Linked DNA regions of Sus scrofa: region 2 is linked to region 1. The links are chromatin contacts, called in public Hi-C maps. All regions are on one chromosome and are shown on one strand. The core of a region is the stretch at or near the end of the contact, and the rest is flanking DNA. Distances in the headings are between cores, read along the strand shown. Region 1 overlaps PARN (poly(A)-specific ribonuclease PARN). Region 2 has its middle 51 kb from the start of MIR365-1.

Region 1 (4,011 bases), core at 689-3,188:
TTTTTGTTTTTATTTCTGTTGCCTTGGGAGAATGACCTAAGAAAACATAAGGTTGGTGTCAGAGAATGTTTTGCCTCTGTTCTCTTCTAGGAGTCTGATGGTGTCTTGTCTTAAGTCTTTAAGCCATTTGGAGTTTATTTTTGTGCATGGTGTGAGGGTATGTTTTGGTTTCATTGATTTACATGCAGTTGTTCAGTTTTCCCAGTACCACTTGCTGAAGAGACTGTGTTTTTCCCATTTTATATTCTTGCCTCCTTTATTGAAGATGAATTGACTGTAGGTGTGTGGGTTTATTTCTGGGTTCTCTGTATGTCTGTTTTGGTACCAGTACCACACTGTCTTGATTACTATAGCTTTGTAATATTGTCTGAAACCTGGGAGAGTTATGCCTCCTGCTTGGTTTTTGTTTCTCAGCATTGCTTTGGCAATTCTGGGTCTTTTATGGTTCCATATACATTTTTGGATTGTTTGCTGTAGTTCTGTGAAAAATGTCATGGGTAATTTGATAGGGATTACATTGAATCTGTAGATTGCTTTGGGTAGTATGGCCATTTTTACAGTATTAATCCTTCCAATCCAGGAACATGGAATATCTTTCCATTTCTTTGAATCCTCTATAATTTCCTCGATTAATGTTTTATAGTTCTCTTATAGAAGTCTTTCACCTCCTTGGTCAGTTTTATTCCTAGGTATTTAGTTTTTTGGGGTGCAATTTTAAAAGGTGTTGTGTTCCTATTCTAATATTTCATTGTTAGTATGCAGAAATGCAACCAATTTCTGAATGTTAATCTTGTATCCTGCTACTTTGCCAAGTTCATTGATCAGTTCGAGTAAGGTGGAGAGTGGAGTCCTTAGGGTTTTCTGTATATAGTGTCATGTCATCTACGTAGAGTGACAATTTTACCTCTTCTCCTCCAGTTTGGATGCCTTTTATTTCTTTTGTTTGTCTGATTGTTGCGGCTAGGACTTCCAATACCATGTTGAATAAAAGTGGTGAGAGTGGGCATCCTTGTCTTGCTCCAGATTTTAGCAGTCAGGCTTTCACCTTTTCTCCGCAGAGTATTATATTGGCTGTGGGTTTGTCATAAATGGCGTTATTATGTTAAGGTACTTTGATAAGAGTTATTATCGAGAAGCATTTACTTTAGTTAAATGATTAAAAAGAGAAAGAAACCTTTAAAATGAATAAGATGACTGCTCTTATTGCTAGCCTCACCTGGAAAGTGAAGTTTTATAGAAATGTATGGATTAAAAGAGGTATCAGAGGCCCTAAGACGGAATGGAAAGAGCAGGCATTTTTGGCATTCCGTGGCCTCACTTTGGTTTCTGGAGCCTGGTTCTTACAACACATAACTGGCGTTGGCCAGTTGCTTATCCAGGCTTTCCTGAGCCTAGGTTTCCTCCTGTGGCAAAGGAAGCTGAAGTAGTTCTTAGCGCATCCACCTGTAGCGAACCAGTGAACCTCCTCCTCATGGAGGCCCCACTTGCAGGCCTCCCGGGATGGAGGAGGTCGAGGGAGATGATGGTTGGTACCACGTTTGGCTCCGGCGTGGCACTTAGGAATGATCCACTAAATGGCAGCTCCTGCCTCCAGCGTGGAAGATAACGTGACCTTACAGGGTTTTGTACACAATTAATGGCTTTTCAACTTAGCGCCTTCCAGGAGAAGAAAAGAAAATCATTTATTTCTATTTCTCTTTATTTTTATTTCTTTTAAGATTTTTATTCTGTTGTAGTTCATTTACAATATTCTACCAATTTCTACTGTACAGCAGAAAAATCACTTATTTTTAGATCCTAAAGCCTTTTCAGAATTACTTTATAGATGCCTCTAACCCTCTCAGTGCATGGATCTGAACTTGAATGTGTTAAGCCTACTCATTCAGGAGGCAGAGAAGAGCCAAAGATATCTCGGTCTCATTTTTTGGTCATGATTTCAACATGTTGATTCAAACTTAAATTATGTGTTATGTATTATTAGCTACCCTCTCTGACTAGTGCTGGAATTTGTCTGCTGCTTGCCCACATAATTTTTTTTTTTTTTTTTTTCAATGAGCCATCAAATAGGATGTGGCTTGGGGTTTTCGCAGCCGTTGGAATGGATTTGTATTTCTGTGTCCGGACTGCCTTTCCCTCTCTTTTGTCAACAGCATTCATTTCTGTGCAGGGCATTAAGGGCTTGGGGTACAGACTGTGTCCCAAGAACAGGCCAAGTTGTTTCATCCTTGACCTTTACAAGATAATGGAACCTTGGACTTATCACCCTGTGTCAATTCGGTAGATAAGCCAGCTCTGTGCTCTAAGGTTTGAGCTAGCAGTGAATTTAAAAAAATTTTTTTGAAGGAAAGCTAATGTACAATTTAAAGGAAATACCTGTATAGATTGGTGATAACAGAAGAGTAAGAACTTGTGATCTGATTTTTTGTGTGTTCTTGGGACTCGTAAGAAGGGGAAATGGTCCAGAAACGACCTTTTTTTGAGCAATCCCATGGTTGGGTAGCATTCAGAGCTTTTGACATGGGTGAATTTTTTTTTTTTTTTTCTCCCTCTGCGGCCCAATTCTTTTCTACATTTTCTGCTGTCTGTGTAGATTTCCTCTGACTTTCCTCCTTCGTGGTGTAGCACAGCCTATGAGCAAGCTTGGCCAGCTGATCAGCATTGCCTGTCCAGGGTGGTGGGAGCGAGGTGGTCGGCTGCTGCTGTGCCGTCTGAGGTTGTCAGTGGAGATCTGGGTTTCAAAGGCCGTGACCCGCTGTGGTCTTTGGAGCAGCAGCATCACAAATTAGCAAACTAAAGCCCGGCTCAAGGGTTGGGTTTCCTTATTTGTCACTTTCAGGAAGCAATTGTTTTCCTTCTCTTTAAGGCCTTGATCATCTTCTTCATATCATGCAGTTCATCTTTCTCCTTGTGCTTAAAAAAAGTGAATCTTTATAAACCTCAACATAATTCAGGGTTCTAGACAGGCACTTAATTATCTGTAAGGAGACAGTGTTCCCAGCCTTCTTTTTTTTTTTTTTCTCAAGAATTTGTGAAAATGTTAGCAAAATACAGCCCTGGTCCCGTTGACTGTGGCCTGTGTATTGATGTAAAGAGCCTCCCTGGCTGGCAGTTGCCAGTTTCAGGAGAACAGGATGGTTGACTCGGTTTCCCTGCAGCTCTCATCGAGGTTTGTTTGGTGAAGCGGGTGACCCCCGCTTTGGAAGTGGCTCTGACCTTTTCCTTTTCCTCCAAGGTGGGACCCCTTCTTCCAGCCCCCCGGATATTTGTTCCCCCCGTGGGGAGACTCTTAGGCTGCAGAGATGCCTGGAAAGCCCGCAGCAATCCTAAGCAGGTTAAATTGAATCATCGGGTGTCAGGGAATCTCTTCCAAAGAAAAATGTTTCCACCTCGTGTTTTTGTCATTGTTTTCTTGGGATATCATATTAACTCCCTGGTTTCTCTCTGTTTTTTTTTTTTTTTTTTTTTTTTTTTTTTTTTTTTTTTTAGGGCCGCACCTGTGGCCTGTGGAGGTTCCCAAACTAGGGGTTGAATTGGAGTTTCAGCTGCCAGCCTCTGCCACAGCCGCAGCCACACCAGATCCGAGATGCGTCTTCTACCTACACCACAGTTCACAGCAACCCCAGATCCTTATTTAACCCACCGAGTGAGACCAGGGATGGAACCTACGTCCTCATGGATCCTAGTCAGATTGGTTTCTGCTGAGCCACAACAGGAACTCCAAATTCTTCTTTCTTTAAAGAAGTTCAGGGCCAAAATATTTTTTCCTTAAGGAATAGAAAAATATTTCACCCTCTCCCAAGAGTTGGGAAATGCACTTTTATGTGTATGAAGCAGGTTTCTACCTGAAGTAGTTGCTTCTGTAGTCTTTTTTTTTTTTTTTGCTCCAGCTATAAAAATCTCTTTAATTTAATACGTTTTACCCTAACACTTCTATTAATATTACAAATAAAAATGCTTTTCAGATGCTCTTAAATATTAGTGCTATTCAACCAAGTATTTGGGCTTCATTTT
Region 2 (3,696 bases), core at 573-3,072, 130 kb after region 1:
GCTTTCAGTAGAGGCCCTTGGAGGCCCCAGGGAACTGAGGCCCCTCCTGCTGGGAAGCTCAGGGATGCTGTGTGTGAAGCAAAGTTCCCAGGGTGAGGGGGAGTGGAGGCAGCTAGAACCTACTGGCAGTGTCTGGGGGAGCTGCTGCTACTTCAGGAGGGCGGGAGAAGAGGGAAAGAGGGACCTGGGGAGGTGGCCAGAGGCCGGTCACCAGGGCTTCTCTTCATCTGAGGACGAGGGGCAGAGCCAGCCGTAGGTGGGCTTTGTGTAGCTTCTACAGCACTAGATTTCTTTCTCTGTGCACATATGCAGGTTTTTTTTTTTTTTTTTTTTTTTTTTTTTTTTTTTTTAGAATTGCAATGTTTAGAAATCAGGATTTAAAGCAATCCAGAATTCAGACTAGTTTGAACAAGGGAAAGCTCTGGCAGCCCTGGACCCACATGCCCATCTGACAGGCACCAGTTTTGAGTTGAGTGACAGCTGCCACATCCCGGGCCTGTGAGTTCCCCTTGTCCACAGTCTCCACCACTCCCTATTGTTTCCCACCAGCCTCCTTTCGCTCTTTGGTCCTCAGCCTCATCCCTGGAGGAATGTGAGTGTACGGTTCCTGCTGGAGCCAATAGGGTGCCACATTAGGGGAGCCATGAGGCCAAAGTGGGGACTTGGAGGGGACAAGGTGTACCAGCAGCCCAGGGAGTTGTGGTCACCCTGCCCCACCCCCGCCAGGTGCCGACGAGACTTGAGCCCAGGCAGTGGGCACAGGTTGGAAGGTGGCGCGCACCAGCCTCCAGCCTAGACGGGTCTTCCAGGGCTTCTCATGATGACGTGCCGTGGATCTGTCGCCTTCTCCCAGGCTGTCTCCATCCCCTGCCCCATCACGCCCTTCCGGCTGACCTTTCATCCCGTGAGGAAGCTCTTCATGTCTGGACAGACGCTCCATAAACTGCACCATAAAGGCGGCCGGAAGGCTGTTGTCAGTGGTAATTGAAGGCTTTCCACCCCAGCCGGGGGCACCTCCTGTCAGAAGCCTCCTTCCTGGACGCGTGGGAGGCAGGGAGGCCTCGGGACGGTCCCCAGGGCATTGCTATCCCTGCACATTCCCTCGCCTGCCGGCAGGCTCTATCCTCCTCACTCATAACCACTGACCAGGGTTCTCGGTGACTCAGCATCCTGTGCTGACAGTGTCTGGGGAAACCAGAGCCCCTCCAGACTTTGCAGAAGGCGCTTGTTGGGTCCAAGTTGTCATTTCCAGTCTGGGGTCTGCCCTGCCTCCACTACGGAGGCGGGGTCCGGAGCGGGCGGAGTGGCAGCCACGTGCAGCCCCTCCCCCCAGCCGCTTCCGGTGCTGGAGTCACTTCTAGATGCTTCCAGCAGCTTCTTTCTCCTTGCACACCTGCCCTTGTGTCTTGCTGGGTGTGGCCTTCTCTGCTGGGAAAGTCCTCGAGGGCTGCGGGCCGTGGTGGGCGTGGCTGCCTTGCCAGCCCCGCCCCCAGCCCAGCCCGCGGGCCCCATTGTACAGAGCGGAAAGCCGAGGCTGGGTCCCACAGTGATGAGTAAGCAGGCGTTGTTTCTGAGTTACCTGGCAGACATCCTCCCTTCCATCATGAAGTTCCCGCTGCTGTTCCCTTGTTCCCGTGTGATGTTGAGAAGGCCAGGCACTGTGGTGGGCTGGCGGGGGGCCCCCTCCCTGCTCCCCACTGCAACTGGTCAGGTCTGACTGGTCCTTTTTTTGTGTGGATGCCAGTCTTTAGCCTGGGTGGGGGCTGGGGCCTGAGGACTGGGCTAGCTGAGCCTTGCAGTCACCTTCCCAGCCCAGCGGGTGGCAGGTCTTCAAGTGGGAACAGAGAGGCATTTCCTCCCCTGTATTTCCCTCCCAACTCATGCTTCAACTATGAACATGCTTTCAAACTTAAAATCATTCCCATAAATAGCATTTCCGTGCGGAGGGCCTAGCACTCACTGTTTGAATCACCCGTTCCTCAGTCTAACACTGTGTGACCTTGGGCAAGTTTCTCAACGTCTCTGTGCCTTGGTCTCTTATCTGGCAAGTGGGGTGGTAACCGTTTAGAAGTGCTGATTATTGAAGGATATAATTTGCACGGGGTTCTTCGTGCGGTGTCATGCAGTCAGCTCTGTGCATGGCTGCGGCCACCCTGTGAGCTTTGTGCCACTTTCAACCCATTTTTCAGTTGATGAAACTGAGGTTCAGAGCAGGAAGTGGGCCACCAAGATCAAGCCATCATTTAAGAAAAAAAAAAAAAATCTCTTGAGGGAGTTCCCTTTGTGGCTCAGTGGGTTAAGAACCTGACTAGTATCCACAAGGACGTGGGTTTGGTCCCTGGCCTCCCTCAGTGGGTTAAGGATCTGGTGTTGCCCTGAGCTGTCCCATAGGTCACAGACATGGCTTGGATCCCTTGTCGCTGTGGCTGTGGTGTAGGCCGGCAGCTGCAGCTCTGATTCTACCCTTACTTAGCCTGGGAACCTCTATATGCCGCAGGTATGGCCCTTAAAAAAAGACAAAAAAAAAAAAAAAAAAAGTCTCGGAATAATAATGCCATTGAAGGGCTTGGCCAGGATGCACTGGCACAGCCATTCCCACCCCCAGGGTGCACTGAGGGACCACCCCATCCCCAGCCTCTGCTTGTCTAGGAGCCACCTCCTCCCCAGCTCCCAGACTCTGGGGAACTGCTGTGGATTTAACCCCTTCTTGGCAGTCTCCCCCTCCCCAAACCCTTCCCCATTAGGAGCCCCCTCAGCCATCCCCCACCCCCTACTTTCCAGAACATTCTTTTTGGGAGTTCAGAACAGCCCTTGGATCCCCTTTGGACCCCGCCCTGCAGATGGCCTGACAAACGTGCGACCTGGCGTGGCTGGATTCCACAACGGTGGTTAAGCGTTATTTGTTTCCTTTAATGCACATGTATACACGGACAGCTGTGTCTGGAAGGGTTCCTGGGCTCAGAGCGGGTGTGAGTCAGGGCCCCGGGTGCATGCCTGCTCGCCGGTGTCTGGGCTTACGTGAGCCCACTCAGGCATAGCAACATTCTTAATTTAATATCTTTGTGATGGAAAATTTCAAAAATGCACAGAAGTTGAGGGGACCAGACAGGGGTTCCTGCATCCCCACGGCCCTCTGAATCTTGCAGTCTTGTTTTGTCACCTCCTGGCGGGCTCCCTCTGCTGCTTTTTTCCCTTTTTGGTTGGAGTCCTTGACAGCAAACTGTAGACATCATACACACGTGTGTCATTAAGAAAAAATTTATTTCTGAAATAATTATAGAGTGGCAGGAATTATAAAGACAGTACAGCGTGGTCCTATGTACCCTTCACCTAGTTCGCATGGTTACACCTCACGTAATTATGCTGCGGTGTCAAAGCTTGGAACTGACACTGGAAGAGAGGGTGTGTGCGTGTGTGCACACGGTTCTGTGCCATTTTTGTCACGTGTGTGGATTCACTTCATCACCAGGCTGCAGTGAAGAATAGAACTATTCCTTCACCACAAAGATCTCCCTGTAGAGCCGCACCCACCACCCTGCCCCCTACCACCTCTGACCCCCCGCCACTCTGTACTTTGGTCATTTGAGAATGTTATATAAGTGGAATCATCTAGTGTGTGCCCTTGGAGATCGGCTTTGTCTTTTTTTTTTTTTTTTTTTTTTTTTTTGGAAAACAACAGAATGCCCCTGAGATCCG

Evidence for each region. Hi-C and Micro-C count contacts between places; a contact is called where the count stands out from the background.
Region 2: a Hi-C map of embryonic fibroblasts shows a contact between it and region 1, with 2.1 times the contacts expected there. The contact joins two enhancer-like sites. A contact is called at or near these places in 4 of 47 Hi-C or Micro-C datasets (embryonic fibroblasts, fetal heart ventricle and skeletal muscle).

Annotation. Positions count from the first base shown.
Region 1 is chr3:28,721,758-28,725,768 of Sscrofa11.1, forward strand. The region is part of intron 21 of PARN (poly(A)-specific ribonuclease PARN); the gene reads left to right. Among named protein-coding and RNA genes, the nearest start is that of PARN, 110 kb to the left of the region's middle. Within about 2 kb of position 1,939, at least 8 of the 83 cell types and tissues checked have an H3K27ac peak or open chromatin away from gene starts, as enhancers often do. A contact at or near this core is called in embryonic fibroblasts, where this site is marked.
Region 2 is chr3:28,855,844-28,859,539 of Sscrofa11.1, forward strand. No RefSeq gene overlaps it. Among named protein-coding and RNA genes, the nearest start is that of MIR365-1, 51 kb to the right of the region's middle. Within about 2 kb of position 1,823, at least 29 of the 83 cell types and tissues checked have an H3K27ac peak or open chromatin away from gene starts, as enhancers often do. A contact at or near this core is called in embryonic fibroblasts, where this site is marked.